3 separate regions of the Sus scrofa genome follow, and regions 1 and 3 are each linked to region 2. The links are chromatin contacts, called in public HiChIP or PLAC-seq maps. All regions are on one chromosome and are shown on one strand. Each heading gives the region's core, a stretch centred on a gene start, on an enhancer-like site or on the middle of the called end of the contact. The rest is flanking DNA. Distances are from core to core; before and after follow the strand shown. Region 1 holds the start of ECH1 (enoyl-CoA hydratase 1). Region 2 holds the start of ACTN4 (alpha-actinin-4). Region 3 holds the start of RYR1 (ryanodine receptor 1).

Region 1 (3,529 bases), core at 11-2,510, 150 kb before region 2:
CGCAGTGGAAACAAGTCTGGCTAGGAACTATGAGGTTGCGAGTTCGGTCCCTGGCCTCACTCAGTGGATTAAGGATCCTGCATTGCCATGAGCTGTGGTATAGGTCGCAGAAGTGGCTTGGGGGGTTCCCGTTGTGGCTCAGTGGTTATCGAATCTGACTAGGAACCATGAGGTTGCGGGTTCCATCCCTGGCCTTGCTCAGTGGGTTAAGGGTCCAGTGTCGCCTTGAGCTGTGGTATAGGTTGCAGACGTGGCTTGGATCCCGCGTTGCTGTGGCTCTGGTGTAGGCCGGTGGCTACAGCTCAGACTAGGCCCCTAGCCTGGGAACCTCCACATGCTGTGGGAGTGGTCCTCAAAAGGCAAAAAGAAAAAAAAAAAAAGTGGCTTGGATCCAGCATTGCTGTGGCTGTAGTGTAGGCCAGCAGCTGTAGCTCCAATTCAACCCCTAGCCTGGGAACCTCCACATGCTGCAGGTGTGGCCCTAAAAGCAGTACCCCCCCAAAAAACCCTTATATTTATTAAGAACACGTACTTAATGGACTTCCCATGTGGCTTGCAGGATAACTACTTAGTGTTGCTTCTACAGTGGCTGTGGCTCGACCCCTGGCTCAGGAACTTACATTAAAAAAAAAAAAAAAAAAGAACATGTACTTACGAGCCACATAAATAGCCTCTTCAGCCCTCTTGAATCCCAGGGACCTTAATCTAGTGTCGTCTCCAGATCCAGGTTTCCGCTGTGTTCAAGGTAAAATAGTACAACCCCTACCCACCCCACCCCCGCCCCCGGCCCGCCCAGTGGTGTGGGAATTCGAATTATATAGTCAGCACTTAATGTTGGTCTATACTTTTACTGGATAATCTCAGTAGGAAATTTTTCTTTTTAGTTAATATGGTACAAGTGCATGGTTACAAACTGGCAGGGCTCCGATTATTCTGCCATTACGGACTTGGACACTCATCTCTCTCCAATTCGTTCACCATTACGAAAGAGCTGTGGTGGCCCCTGCACAGAATGTTCGGGGACAGTGAATTATCGCCTCAGGCCAGATTCCTATTGTGCCAAAGGTTCCCAGGGCGAGCCAAAGGCCGGCAAATTTAGAAGGCGATTTCCGGTTGCCCTTAGTAAAGATGGCGGGAATAGGGGTGTCACCGCTGTTTGGATGCGGCTTCGATGCCCTCGCTCAACATGGCGGCCCTTGTGCCCGCCCCCTTAACTTCCTCTCGTCGGGCTATTCCGGCGTTTCAGTCGCAATGACGGCAGTGGCAATGGCGTTTTTTCACAGAGTGCGCAGCTTGCTGACTCGGCGTGAGTCATCTCTTGACTTCTGGGGGTCTATTGAGCTGTCGTCCTGTCATGGCGACTGTAGAACGGAGAGGCCTGTCTGGGGTCAAGCAAGGTCCTCACGCCTTATTAAACTCAGGGGTCCATGTGCTCCTATGCAAAGGGCCCGTGTCCTACCGTGGGGTAGCTGTCAGCTCAGTGTCTCCAATCTAGTGTCAGTACCACCTTCGCGGGTTTGAAGTGGCCCTCAGACCGAGGCCACTGGTGAGTGCACCCTAATCTTAAAAGCCTGTGTCTTCCTGAACCAAGGCCTCTTAACAGGCCTGCGTTCCCCAATCTAATGTCACTGAGATGGATGTGTGCCCTCTGCTTTTGAAGGTGCTCTTCTCCCAATTTGGGGTCATAAAATGCTCTTCCTGGGAGTTCCCGTCCTGGCTCAGTGGTTAACAAATCTGACTAGGAACCATGAGGTTGCGGGTTCGATCCCTGCCCTTGCTCAGTGGGTTAACGATCCAGCATTGCTGTGAGCTGTGGTGTAGGTCGCAGACGCGGCTCAGATCCCGCCGCGTTGCTGTGGCTCTGGTGTAGGCCGGTGGCTACCGCTTTGATTCCACCCCTAGCCTAGGAACCTCCATATGCCGCGGGAGCCGCCCTAGAAATGGCAAAAAGACAAAAAAAAAAAAAAAAAAAAAAAAAATGCTCTTCCTTTGTCTCTCCAGGATTGACAGCCCCCACCAACCTCAGCCTTAGTCTTCACCCCATGAGCTCCTTTACACAAGAGGAGGCTTCCAAAGCTGCTCCCAGCGAAGCTCCAGGTCACAACTATGAGTCCCTTCAGGTGACAGCTGTCCAGAAACATGTGCTTCATGTGCAGCTAAACCGGCCAGAGAAGAGAAATGCCATGAACAGAGCCTTCTGGAGGTCTGGTCTGCAGGTCCTGAGAGGCCTGTCTGCAGGAGGAGGCAGGGGCTAAGGGACTGGGCAGGGGAGGACCTGAGAGCAGGGAACTCCCCCCGCCCCCCCAGACAGCCCTTGCCTCCTTCCCTTTCCGCAGAGAGATGGTGGTGTGCTTCAACAAGATCGCACAGGACCCTGACTGTCGTGCGGTGGTGATCTCTGGTGCAGGAAAAATGTTCACTTCAGGTACCACGTGCTCTCCATACCCACCCCTGCCACCCTCCCCTGCTCCTGGAGAGAGATCAAGGCTTCTTAATTAGGGTTTCAAGCAGCTTCTAACTTCAACTTTCAACATTTTCAAATACAGAAATTGACAGGTTCATGGGCTCTTAAATCTGGGTTTTCATTCTTTTTTTTTTTGAAGTATAGTTTATTTATTTATTATTATTATTATTTTTTTTTTTTTTGTCTTTTTGCTATTTCTTTGGGCCGCTCCCGCAGCATATGGAGGTTCCCAGGCTAGGGGACGAATCGGAGCTGTAGCTGCCGGCCTACGCCAGAGCCACAGCAACACAGGATCGGAGCCGAGTCTGCAACCTACACCACAGCTCACGGCAATGCCGGATCGTTAACCCACTGAGCAAGGGCAGGAACTGAACCCGCAACCTCATGGTTCCTAGTCGGATTCGTTAACCACTGCGCCACGACGGGAACTCCTGGGTTTTCATTCTTGAATCTCTGGCCTTAACCATTCAGTCTGTTTTTTTGTGTCAGTAAAGTGTCTTATAATAATAACATGCTTTTGGAGTTTCCGCTGTGGAGCGACGGGATTAGTGGCATTTCTGGAGTGCTGGGACACAGGTTTGATCTCTGGCTGCCACAGTGGTGAAGGATTCAGCATTGCTACAGCTTCGGTGTAGGTCGCAACTGCAGCTGGGATCTGATCTCTGGCCAGGAAACTCTGTATGCCACAGGGCAGCCAAAAAAGAAAATAAATAAATAACAGGCTTTCATGCAGTTATTCCACCCGCATGAACTGATTTCCAGTTACGTGTCTGTTAGGTTTTTTGATTGTCCCATAGTTCTGTTCTTTGGGTTGGGTACTTTCCTTAGACCGTATGCACCAACTCCTTTTCATCTGTACTCTTGCCCATCCAGTGACTAAGCCCATCCAGTGATTTTGAAATTTTCAGATACAGACATACCTCAGAGATACTGTGGGTTCAGTTGCAGACCACCGCAATAAAACAAAGATAGCAATAAAGTAATGACATTAATTTTTTGGTTCTCCAGTGCGTAGAAAAGTTACGGTTATACTCTCTAGTAGTCTGATAAGTATGCAATAGCATT
Region 2 (3,397 bases), core at 113-2,612:
CAACCTCCCTCCCACTCTCCGCCATTCTGCCCCTTCCCTCCCTCCATCCTCACCTTTTCCAGGCTACCTTGCTTGGCCTCAGGCGCCGCCAACCCTTGGCGGAGCCTTTGTGGACGTTCCAGCAATTCTTCGGCTCCCCTCCTCAAAACGCTCCAAATACTCTCCCTATCTCCCTTGGGCCTCTCATCGATGAGGCCTTTAGCCTCATCAATTCCTTTCATGCCTTCTCTTGTCCAGTCTTCTCCTCTTCCCCTTAAAACGGGGCACCCCCAGTAAATCTCACCCCCTGCAAGACTTCTCATTCACAGGTCCCTTCGGACCCCCGTTCCAGACCTCATTCGCCACCCTCCCCATCCCCACATCCTAAGCCCCGGGTCTTTTCACAGTCACTTCTTTCCTTAGCCCCTCTGCTTTTATCTCCCCTGTCCTTCCACCACCCTTCCCACTCCACAATCCCCTCCTGAGTACCCCCCAACCCCATCTTCAGACTTCCAGAATCCTCACCCCCTTTAGAAGTTCCCCAGCCTGGGGCTCCCACAATCCTATCCTCTTCAGAGGACTCTGCGAGCCAAACAACCCCCTGCACACTCGAGCTCCTCCTCAGACTGCCCCGACCCCCAAATTCCAGACCCCCCGTTCCTCTCTCAGCAACCCCAATCCAACCCGAGCCTTCGATCCCGCCTCAGACCCAATTCCATTTTAGAGTCTCCAATCATCTCGCTGGTTTCCTCCAATTCCCCACCTCGACCCGCCTAATTCCTTCACAGACTCCCTGATTCCATGTTTTAGATTTCCATATTCTCTCCTCGGCCGCCAATGATTTTTTCAGACTCCCAATTCCTTGCTCAAGTTCTGCAACTCCTTTTCAGGACCCCAAACACCTTCTCAGATCCACCGATTCCTTCTCACGACGCCCGGTTCTCATCACAGACCCTCCACTCCCATCTCAGGACTCCCAACCCCTTCCCGGCGCCCAGCCTCCCTCGGAAGCCCCCCTCCAGCCCGTCCGGCCCGCGGGCCGCGCACCTTGCGTTGCTGCTTCTCCCAGGCCGGGTCCAGCAGCAGGTCCCGGTCCCAGTCGTCCTCCTGGGCCATGTAGTCGCCCATGCTACCGCCGCCGCCGGCGCCATTGCTCCCGCTGCTGGGGCCGTACTGGTACGACTGGTTCGCCGCGTGGTAGTCCACCATTCCGCCGCCTCTCCCGAGCCCGTCCGCTCCCGCCTCTGCTCCCGCCCCTCTGCCCGAGCCTCCGCCGCCGCCGCCGCCGCCGCTGCTTCAGCTGCTTCAGCCCGCCCTGCGCTAGCGCCTGCGCACTGCCCGCTGCGCTTGCGCACCGCGCCTCCGCCGCCGCCGCCGCCGCCGCCCTCCCGCGCGCGCGCGCGCGCGCTTCCTAACGAGAAAGGCCCTAAGACCCCGCCTCGGGAAGCTCTGAGCCTGCGCAGAGTCCACTTCCCCGCCGCCCTTCGGCTCGTGGACGAGCTTCGCCTCCTCGCGCGCGCGCGCGCGCGCGCGGCCTCTACGTGTGGGCGGGCCCAGAGAGCGAAGGATTCGGCCGGCGGGTCTGGCCATTGGGCTCTGGCGTGGAGTGTATTCCCTTTCGGCGCCAGAAATTCAACAAATATTAAGCGCCTACTATGTGCCAGACCATGTTTTACGCATCAACACTAAATAAGATAGACAAAACTGTCTGCCCTCATGAAACAACCGTCTAGTGAAAGGAAAAAAACACAATTTTAGGAAACAGTGTATTGGAGTTGCTGCTGTGGTGCAGCGTGTTAAGAATCCAGCGTTGCCCCAGCTGTGGCATCGGCCCCAGCTGTGGCTCATTTTCCATCCCTTGCCCAGGAATTTCCACATGCCACAGATGCGGGGGGAAAAAAAGTACATAGCGTATGTATATATTCCAAGGGGATATGTGCTATGAAGAAAAATCAAACAGAACTAGAATGGAAATGAAGTAGTCAGGATTGACTTCATTTATTTTTTTATTTTTTGCCTTTGCTTTTCAGGGCAACACCTGTGGCATATATAAGTTCCTGAGCTAGGAATCAAATCAGAGCTACACCTGCCAGCTTATGCAACAGCCATAGCAACCCACGATCCTTAACCCTCTGAGAGAAACCAGGGATGGAACCTGCATCCTCATGGATACCAGTCGGATTTGGATTTACGCCCTGCTGAGCCACAACGGAAACTGGCAGAGTTGGCTTTATGAACAAGGAGGACAATTAAACAAACTCTTGAAGAATTCACAAAATGGACATGGTAGCTCCGAATGGATACTGGCTGACTGGGAAAGTGGAGGATTTTTTGGACGTGTTTACTTCACTCATTCAAAAAGCATTTATTGAGCCTCTGTTGTATTCCAGGAACTCTTCTTGGATGCTGGTGATAAGGTGCTGAGCATGGTAAGTGCGCCAAGTTCTCAAGTGTATGGGGGACACGACAGTAAATAAATACAAATGACACTCACACATAATAGGTGTCTCAAGTGTAAGTACCCAGAGTTGGGCTCCTGATCTTCCTCCCAAACCTCGTCACCCCATAGCCATCCCCATCTTGGTCAATGGTGCCTCCGGCCTTTCAGCTGTGCAGGCAACAAAGCTTGCAGTCATCCTTGGCTCCTCTTTGTTTTCACACCCTACATCCAGTCGTTCAGGAAATTCTGTCAGATCCATCTTCCAAGTATATACAAAATTCACCCACTTCTCCCATCCCACATGGCCACACCCTGGTTCTGTCCACCCTCACCTTGTCTTCACCTGGACCAGTGTCCCAGCCTCCTCAACATTTCTCAAGTCCTCCACATGCCCCCTTCCCCACCTCTCTTTCTCCAAAGAAACCAGAAGGAGCCTGAGTCAAATCAAGCTCCTCCCTCCCCTGCTCAGAACCATCCCTTGGCGCCACGAAGTCAAAGACAGGAGGAAAGGCTGCAGGATTCCTTGCTTTGACTCAGCCCCGCCCAGCTTTGGAAGCAATGGGGACTCCTGGGGCTTCGGCCAAATTCACCAGTTCGTCCATGTCCTGCCCAGCCTGGTCCCCAGCTCCTCTCCCAACTCTTCTCCCATTCTCCCCCCTCGCTCTCCCAGCTCCTGCCACACTGCTGGCCTCCCGGCTGTTCCTCCAACACACCTGGAAGGGTCCAGCCTCGAGGCCTTGTTACCACTGCGCTTCGCCCCGACACTAGACCCTCAGGATCATAGCCTCCTCTCCTGCACATCGGTGGAAGTATCACCCCCTTAGTGAGACCTCACCTGACCACCGTTTTATAAATAGCACCCCACACCTTCCCGCTTCATTTTTGTCTATAGCACATTCAATACAGTGCATGACTGGTTTACTTATCCTGCTCATCTGTCTCCTTCCCAAGGATGTTGGCCCAAGATGTACGGGAATC
Region 3 (3,290 bases), core at 202-2,701, 150 kb after region 2:
AGAGTGGCTGTTCAGGGGCTGACGGCCATGGCCATGGTCTTATTAGGTCTGGGGAGGAGGAGAGAGAGCCCAACCCATGGTGTCTGCTAAGGGGCTGGAGCTGGGGCAAGAGCCTAGGGTGAAGCTAGGCCTTCTCCCGTGGCTGAATGTCCAGCTGTCCCCATCCTTCACTACGGGCCTCAGCTGTTCATCCCTCCCTCCCGGGAAACCAGACCCGGCTCACCAGGGTCCTATTCTGGGGCCAGAATGCTGTGTCAGCATTTCCCAGGGCCCAGAGGGCGTGGGGAGGGGCTAATGCAGGGTCAGCAGACCTAGCCCAGAAGAGAGAACATACCCCCACACTCACAACCCCCCCACCCCCACGGGGCTGAACCACTGGGAAGGAAAAGTGGGAAGGACTCCCCAGGGGCAGCCCCTCCCCCATCATCTCCACGGCCCCTGCCCAGGCCCCAGAAAAGCGGGCTATTCTGGGAGGGACACCTGTTGTTCCCGTTCCCATCCCTGCCCCCCAGCCGGGGATCAGAGAAGTGGGGAGAGACAGAGCTGGAGACACAGCAAGAAAAAACACAGAGGGCCTGAAACCGGCAAAACAAAGCCAGAGACAGAGACCAGCAGACAGAGATGGAGAGAGATACAGACACAAACAATCCAAAGAGACAGATAGAAAAAGGCACCCCCCCAGAGACCACTGGCAGCCATATTTGACCCTCCTCCCTAAAACCAAGTGGGGGAAAAAAGAAGACCTAGAACTAGAGAGACCCCACCCGCCCACCCCAGGAGACCCTCAAGAGCTGGGAGTTCAAAGGAGCTGGGTCCTCCAGTCCACCCCAGCCCCCTTCCCAAGAATTTAAATAGGTCAGAGTCTGGAGCAAGAAGAGAATTAGAGCTAGGTGGTGGTGGGGGAGGGGGGCAGCTAAATTAAGCTCAGGAATTAGAATCACCTTCCCCAAGTGCCGGCTTCCAGAGTGATGGGAGGGGGTGCTCCCTCAGCGGCCCCCTTCTCTGGGACAACCCGCTAGTATCAGAGGGAAGGGTGGCAGAAGGTTCCCCTCCCCATCCTGCAGTCCCAAATTCTACTAATTCTAAGGCGAGAAAGGTGGGGGAGACTGAGAGAGACAGAAACGGAGAAAGACAGTGACAGTCACCCAAAGGACAGTAGAAGAGACCTCGAATCTTAGAGACCACCAGCAAACACGACGGAGACATCCAGAGACAGAGAAACATTCACAGGAACCCGAGAGATGACCCCAGAGACCCCTAACAGAGATACGTACTGTCCGCAGAAACTGGACCTCATCTTCGCCCTCTCCTCCGTCACCCATGATGTCGAGGCCCGAGGAGCCGGGGCTGAGGTCAGGGAATAGGAGGAGGGGGCCGCAGGCTGGGCGGGCGGGCGGGCCGGGGGCGGCTGGGGTCGGAGACCTCTGGGAACCCCAGAGGCACCCGCGGGGTAGATGGAACTGCGAGGAAGACTCGCGTGCAGCTCAGAGCTGGTAGGAGGTCTCCGCCCTCCGGTCTCCATTGGGCCCCGACGACAAGACCACGCCCCTTTGACGGAGCCCCGCCTACAGATCCCAGACTTTAGCCAAAGGTGCACGTTCGGGTGGGAGGTGTTAAGGGAGAGTGTCTAGGAGGTAGCTACCCTCTCTCCTCTCTCCTCCCATTTCACAAAGTCCAAACTGAGGCTCTGAGCCGGGAAGGCCCTGCTTGATGTCGGGGTTATGCACCAGGTCTCCCGGCTTTAAAAACCATCAGACATAGTGATTAAAAATAAAGACTCTGGAGTTCCCCTCGTGGCGAAGCAGAAACGAATTCAACTAGCAACCGTCAGGTTGCGGGTTTGATCCCTGGCACTCGCTCAGTGGGTTAAGGATCTGGCGTTGCTTTGAGCTGTGGTGTAGGTTGCAGACGCGGCTTGAATCCCGCGTTGCTGTGGCTGTGGTGTAGGCTTTTGGCTACATCTCCGATTAGACCCCTAGCCTGGGAACCTCCATACGCCGCGGGTGCTGCCCTAAAAAGAAAAAAAAAATTGTATTTAAAAACTGTACTAATACACAATGTGTTACGTAAGTGTCGCTCGCATCATTATCGTCGTCATTATTATAAAAACTGATGAGGCAAGAATAACAGCCGTAGCAGACATCTTTTGTATGCCTGTCACATTTCAGGCCCTGAGCTGAGATCTTTTCACTGCATCTTATTTCGGTCTTACAACAATCCTGCTATTATTTACACTTTTTTGGAAGAGGAAATAAAAATATGTGGTTCTTACTCTGTATAGTTTTTGCGGTTTTTTTGGCTGCACCCACAACATAGGGAAGTGCCTGGGCCAGGGATTGAACCCACACCCCAGCAGTGACCAGAGCTGCTGAAGTGACAACACCAGATCCTTAACCCATTGCACCACAAGGAAACTCCTATGTATAATTTTATTGAACTGCAAGATATTGCTTTGTGTAACCTACAGCTTAATAATAATACTTTAATTGATCCCTGTGTCAATCAGTTACCACGTGGTAGGCTCTATTTTTTTTTTTTTCTTTTTGGGGCCACACCAGTGGCACATGGAAGTTGGCAGGCTAGGGATCGAATTGGAGCTGTAGGTGCCAGCCTACACCACAGCCACAGCAACTCGGGATCCAAGCCACATCTGGGACCTACACCACAGTTCACGGCAAGGCCAGATTCCCAACCCACTGGGCGTGACCAGGGATTGAACCTGCATCCTCATGGATACTAGTCAGGTTTGTTACCGCTGAGCCATGACAGAAGTCCCTGGTAGGCTCTATTGATTTCCTCATGGGATTTTCTCTACAACCCCAGAAAGTGAGGTCTTCTCCAAATTAGTCCAGTGGACAGATGAGAAAACTGAAGCCAGAGGCACAAGGTTGCCTGCCTGGCAGGAGGCCCAGGTGTGTGGAACCCTACATTGGGCCTCCAGTTCCATAGTTGCCTGTTTTAGGAAACTGCAGAGGTGCTCTGCCCCAGCTCCACAGAGCACCTAATCTCTTCCAGCCCCCCTTCCCACAGGCGTCCAGGAGCAAGAAGGAGCTGGTTGCCTCTCTCAGGGCTCCCCTACTTACAAAGCCCAGGCCACTCATCTGCATGAAGTGTGGTCCAGCTAGCAGCCCTATGTGGCTCAGAAAGGCCCTGGGGAGACAGAGAATTACAATTCTGGGGGTTGGGGCCTAACCCTGGTGATGAACTGGCTTTTTCTTCTAACTGGGAGATTTTATTCCATACGGAGACAGTAAAGTGGAATGGTTAGGAACCCTGACTCTGGGTTCAAA

Evidence for each region. HiChIP or PLAC-seq counts read pairs in DNA pulled down with a chosen protein or histone mark.
Region 1: an H3K27ac HiChIP or PLAC-seq map of skeletal muscle shows a contact between it and region 2. The contact joins the promoter of ECH1 here to the promoter of ACTN4 in region 2. A contact is called at or near these places in 3 of 47 Hi-C or Micro-C datasets (embryonic fibroblasts and liver) and 1 of 2 datasets of contacts at active chromatin or transcription factors (skeletal muscle).
Region 3: a contact with region 2 is called in an H3K27ac HiChIP or PLAC-seq map of skeletal muscle. The contact joins the promoter of RYR1 here to the promoter of ACTN4 in region 2. A contact is called at or near these places in 2 of 2 datasets of contacts at active chromatin or transcription factors (alveolar macrophages and skeletal muscle).

Annotation. Positions count from the first base shown.
Region 1 is chr6:47,636,692-47,640,220 of Sscrofa11.1, reverse strand. ECH1 (enoyl-CoA hydratase 1) reads left to right here and starts at 1,260. Exons shown (of 10, transcript NM_001044607.2): 1 at 1,260-1,306; 2 at 2,002-2,203; 3 at 2,337-2,425. The coding sequence starts at 1,267.
Region 2 is chr6:47,491,799-47,495,195 of Sscrofa11.1, reverse strand. ACTN4 (alpha-actinin-4) reads right to left here and starts at 1,362. Exons shown (of 21, transcript XM_003355883.4): 1 at 1,027-1,362. The coding sequence starts at 1,188.
Region 3 is chr6:47,337,920-47,341,209 of Sscrofa11.1, reverse strand. It overlaps RYR1 (ryanodine receptor 1), which reads right to left and starts at 1,451. Exons shown (of 109, transcript NM_001001534.1): 1 at 1,275-1,451. The coding sequence starts at 1,322.